Linked DNA regions of Mustela erminea: region 1 is linked to region 2. The links are chromatin contacts, called in public Hi-C maps. All regions are on one chromosome and are shown on one strand. The core of a region is the stretch at or near the end of the contact, and the rest is flanking DNA. Distances in the headings are between cores, read along the strand shown. Region 1 overlaps PRKCE (protein kinase C epsilon type). Region 2 overlaps PRKCE (protein kinase C epsilon type).

The links. Hi-C and Micro-C count contacts between places; a contact is called where the count stands out from the background.
Region 1: a Hi-C map of fibroblasts shows a contact between it and region 2, with 8 times the contacts expected there. The contact joins two enhancer-like sites. A contact is called at or near these places in 3 of 3 Hi-C or Micro-C datasets (fibroblasts, skeletal muscle and spleen).

What each region holds. Positions count from the first base shown.
Region 1 is chr7:63,457,313-63,460,012 of mMusErm1.Pri, forward strand. The region is part of intron 4 of PRKCE (protein kinase C epsilon type); the gene reads right to left. Among named protein-coding and RNA genes, the nearest start is that of PRKCE, 31 kb to the right of the region's middle. Within about 2 kb of position 1,374, the one cell type or tissue checked has open chromatin away from gene starts, as enhancers often do. A contact at or near this core is called in fibroblasts, where this site is marked.
Region 2 is chr7:63,182,575-63,185,274 of mMusErm1.Pri, forward strand. All of the region lies in intron 5 of PRKCE (protein kinase C epsilon type), which reads right to left. Among named protein-coding and RNA genes, the nearest start is that of EPAS1, 290 kb to the left of the region's middle. Within about 2 kb of position 1,352, the one cell type or tissue checked has open chromatin away from gene starts, as enhancers often do. A contact at or near this core is called in fibroblasts, where this site is marked.

The DNA of each region.
Region 1 (2,700 bases), core at 124-2,623, 270 kb after region 2:
TTATTAAATTCCTCTATTAAATGAGGAAGCTGAGAGCTAGAGAAGTTCACTGACTTGCTACACAAGAGAATTTTTAACAATAACCAAAGAAAGCACTAGCTAGAGGTCTACAATCAACTCTTAATGCTTCCTAGTTGCAGTTTACTGATTTTCCTGCATTATTACACTAGAACCATTGCAACGCCATTTAATGATAAGAACTCCAATTACCCTTTATATGTTGGAAACAAAATTTCTGTAAATCAAGTCAGGTTTGTTTTAATGTACTGGTTCCAAAGTTAACTGGCCTCAGTGCAATTGGATATTACAGACTTGTAATAATTCTTGGGGGACGATGATATTCACAGAGTTCTTCCTTAGGTTTTGGGGATATGTGTAAACAAGGTCCTTAAAACAAAAAAAAACTTTATTGTTCCTTAACTTCTCTATTTCTGCGTCTTGTCTGGTAACACCAATTAGATGTATCTTTGGCGAATGGTTTTATAACTGTACCAAATGTAACAGCTGTTTCTGTGGGCTCCTGTGGTTAATTGATGAATTAGCAGGACTGATCTTACTGTTCAGTGAAACCATTTTTAAAAAATTTTTAATTTTAAATAGCCTCCCTGTCAAACGTGGGGCTTAAACTCATGACTCTGAGATCAAGAGTCACATGCTCGACCAACTGAACCAGCCAGACGTGGCCCCCCTCAAAACATACACATGGTTTTTTGGTTTTGTTTGGTTTTGGGTTTTGTTTTTTTTTTAATCTGAGTGTTCAGATTACGTTATATATTTCTAACCCATTCTGGATATTTGGCCAATCCATTTCTATTTCTAATTTCCTTTCAAGATTAAGGAGCTAGATCTCCAGGGCAGGGAATATTGCCTTTTCATCACCGATAACAATCATTTAGGCATAACAGATGTCCAACCAGAACTAGTTTAATTCACAGGTTCTCTTGCAACCAAGATGTAATTCAGGGTAGCAAATCCTTCTCTCTTTTAAGGCCCAACCCCTCCCTGTCCCAGTCCTTATGTCCCTGGCTGAACCTCTGGATCCCCCTCCCTGAACTCTCCCACCACTTCCCCTCACTTCTCATAGCCCTGACCTCTGCCCAACTACAGTTTTTTTAAATTTGGGACTTCTCTTAATTCTGCCACTTCCCTGAAAGGTCTTTAAGTTTGGAGAGACAGTATGACTCATCTCCATACTTACTCTCCAGGATCCTGGACACAGTAGGTACAACCCTGTGCTCTATAAATACTTGTCACAAGAATGACACTTCGAAATAAGAAGAGTGTCACAAATCTTGTTAGCTCCTCTCTTGCTTGCACAGTTGAGCGCCCTGGCGATGGCTGGCTCGCTTAACGGGATGAAGTAATAAAGTGATTTAGTCACTGGGCTAATGGACAGCGCTGTGGTCAGCGCTGCACCCCCAGGCCTAGGGCCACCGCGGCCGGCTCTGTGAGCCAACGGCGCCCTCTGGCGGACACTAAGGCGCCCAGCCGGCCTCCAAAAACTGGGAGTACTGGGATTACTTGGAGAGCTATGGAGATAGGTCCAGGCGCAGACCACGTGGCATGGGACCACTGGCTTTATCCACATGCCCATCATGAACAGGGGACAAACGCAGTCACCGAGCATCTGCCTTATGAGAAAACGATGCTGAATCTCTTAAAAAAAAAAAAAATTCTAACAACTAAGTTTCTCAAAATGAATTCTATTCCTATCACTGCATCAGAACAATAGGCCCTCTATTTTCCAGTAAATCCATGCTGGGTCCAGGAAGAACAATGAAAGAGAAGCCGTCCAGGATTTAGAGAAACTAGAACTTGAAGGAATGTTATTTCCAGAAAGGCCCCAGGGACCCACTCCTGTTTTTTCGAGGTGTTAGACTGCAGGTCTGCCCCTGAAGCTGAGGTGAGAGCTGTGAGAGATAGCTGAGGAACCCTGCTGTCACCCCTAGAATGGATAGTATTGGGAGTGGAAGGGAACTGGGGCCATCCAGAGGCTGCTCCTCTTTCCAGCAGATCACTCGGTTTCCTTTTCTGACAAAACACCAAAGCCATCAGCCCAGGGCTCACTTGACTTTCTACCACCTAACCCCACAACCACGTAGGAAAGAAGAAAGGATGAGTGCCCTTCCTCCATCCCACTAGTTATCATGGAAGTGGGTCCCCTCAGCCCAGGCCCCCACCTGTGTCCTGGACCCATTACCCAGCCCTGCTTCTCAGGAACTCTGGTGCTGGCCACCTCTCATCCTCTTCCTCAACCTCCCCCTGTCTGCCATTCTTTCCCATCAGTCAGACTCACCCATCCTAAAAAACATCTCACACCCTGCCTCACCTCTCTCTGGCCACCTCTCAAACCTCTTCTCCTCCCTAAACTCCTTAAGAGTTAGGTATGCTCCCTATCTCCTTTTCTTACACTCTATCCCATCTAAGCCCAGGTGCTGGAGCTCACTGCTCATTGAGGGGACCCATCATTTCTACCTTGCTAAGCCCGTGAGTGGAGTCCCCAGTGTACTTAACCACACCAGCTGATGCTGTTTCCTCTCCCTTCTTGAAATGCTCTCTCCCCTTGGTTTCCATGACATCCAAGCTCTCCAAAATTTTCTTCCTGTTCCTTAACTTCTCCTTTCCAGTTTCTCTCCTTTCCTTGGTCCTTGCCCATCTCTTAAATGCACCATTATTTTATGGTTTACACTGCAGAATGCT
Region 2 (2,700 bases), core at 102-2,601:
GGAAAGGGAGAGATACAGCTGGGACCGGGGGCTGGGGCCCTCTGAATGAGGTCCGTGGCGAGCAAAGTGGAGACCACCACAGAGAAGACAATAAGAAGGGTGAGTGGACTTGGGTGATATAAAACCTGAGTGCTTCTCCCAGATCCTATGGCCATTTGCTGAGCCTTGGTTTCTCCATCTCTAAAATAAGGATTAATAGTATCTGCCTTCCGGGTTAGTGTGACCTTTAGAATATAATCATTAAAAAGTATCAGGCACATAGTAGGCACTCAATAATTGTAGTGGTTATCAGAATGAGGATATATAGCTAATGAGTAATTTTCCTAAAATCAAACTACCCAAAATGTGGGGCCTATCATGGTTTAGTCCCCCCAGAACATCCCGGATTATGACGACCCTCTGGCAGAGAGACACAGGTGGTCCTAAGGGTGACCTTGGTGGGAGGCCAAGGGATACAGCTTTGGCTGGGCTACCAACAACATCTGCTATGAATCCTCCTAAACAGGTTTTTTATTTAATTATAAAACCACACACAAAGGGAAAAATTTTGAAGGAGGTTAAAGAAATACATACAAATGAAGGCAGAATCTATTCTTTCCAAAGGATAACACCTTCCTCTCTCCCTGGGGACTGCATCTTCCTCCTCCCCCCACCAAAACACTGCGGGGACGACCCATAAAAGAAGGTCCAAACTCCCTGGGGAGTTCAAAGTACAAGCACTGGAAGCCTTGTGTCCAAACCAGACCTTGGTCTTGATGCTACAGATTCAACAGCACAGCTGCAGCAGGTGTTTGCAAACGCCTGTGATTGATTACAGCCTCAAAGTGTGAGGTGGAAAGGCAGAGCTCTAGCTCTTGTCCCCGCCCCTTTGAATAAAAACACGCAACTGTAAGAGGCTGTGGGTTGGAGGAAGTCTCCCAGAACCGAGAGGGAGCATACCTTACTTACACCTACTGGAAATCCAGCCCCCCCACCCCACCCCAAGTCACTCTTTCACAACTCAAGCTGAAAAAAGCCCTAGGATGCTTACTTGTTAAGAACGAGTGTAAAACAGACATAAAAATTTTAAGAAGGAAATAGCAACAAAGATTATGTAAAATGTCTGCTTTAAGGAGGGTGCCGGCTTGTAGGTGCCGGCTGCCTTCTCCCGCCCACGTGTAAGGAAAACCTGGCTGCATCTTCTAAACCGCCTCCCGCCTCCACCATGGCCGCACGGGGGCACTCGAGTCTACGTCTTGGACTTGTGGCCTCCCACTGGCTAGAGCCCTGTAAAGTAAGAAAGGAATGAGGTTGGAGGAGGAGGAGGAGGAGCGGAGAACTGCTGAGAGTGATTCCTTGCTTGGCCCACTGCCATCAGGCCAGTGACTCAGGGTGATCTGCCTTGGGGGTGTTTCAAAACCGTGTGGGTGCCGGCCCAAAAGGTCTCCCCTCACTTTCTGAGCACCTTCGCCAGCAGTGGTTACCCTATGATGCCAGGGAAGGGACTGGTGGCCAGGAGGAGAGCTGGATTAAAAAGCAGAGTTCACAAATGAAAACCACCTAATCTGCTGCCTGGGAACAAATGAACCACCTCCCCACCCCCCACAAGTGCCTTGGAGGACAGACAGCAGGCTGGGGGTGGGGGTGCGAAGACATCGCCTGTTCCTCAGTGTTGTCACCATGGTGAACTTGGCACGAAAGGCATGCTCACTGTCAGGGCCTGCCAGCTCTGCTCGAAGGGTAGATATTCCGGCCTGAGATGCTGGGCAGCAGGCTGGCTCCCAAACAGGGCAGTGCTGAGCTTGTGGAACACAGGCTCTCCCACACCCACAGGCTGGAGCTTCTTCGCTCCCACATACATATATGCCCACACAGAAGGGTCAGTCCAGTGACCCCAGCTCCTAGCATCAGCAGGCACGGTAAGGTACAGGCAAACCTGCGCTCCAGGATCTATCTAGGCCATGGGTGGGCCTGCCTCCAAGGTCACTGTGAGTCCCAGGGGCACAGATCCAACAGATAAATTAGAAAACGGGATTTAAATTACCCACTCCTATTTCAGAAAAATTTAGCTAACTCACGGAATTCCTATCACAGAAGTTGTGGTTCTCTACGAAGATTTGGCGGGGGAGGGGAGTTTTTTATTTTGTTTTTAAAACATGGGTTAGAATGCAAATTTTGAAATATAAAGTGTTGTCTTTTTTGTTGTGTTTAAGGCAACACAGTACCTGGAGAAGTTCGTAGCTTGAGGTCAGCCAGGAAAGAGGAAGGATTTATTCCTCTCTTCCTCTTATCTATATGGACAGAACAATGTTTGGTTTAAAAGAGTCCATTAAAGCAGAGAATCATGGAAAACTAAGATATTATAGCTTAAATATTTTTACTGACAGCACACATTCAAACTTTAAACATTTATCTGAAAATATGTCCACCCACTGGCCTACAGTAAGATAAAGCCAAGGACTTTTCTTTAAAGTATGTCCCTGTTCTGTGTTTGGCACAGTCTCTCGTAGATAATGGGTCATCTGCCATTTCTTTCTTTCTTTTTTTTTTTTTTATGGAAAATATGTAGGTTTTATTTTGGAAAGTGGGAAACTCAAGTAGTTCTCATGTGTTTTCTTGTATGTCGGCACATAAAGGAATAAGGAAAATTATTGATGAGAGCCAGCTTTTCCTGGGTTAGTGACAAACCAGTGTTCCTGCATCCGTGACACTGAGGACCAG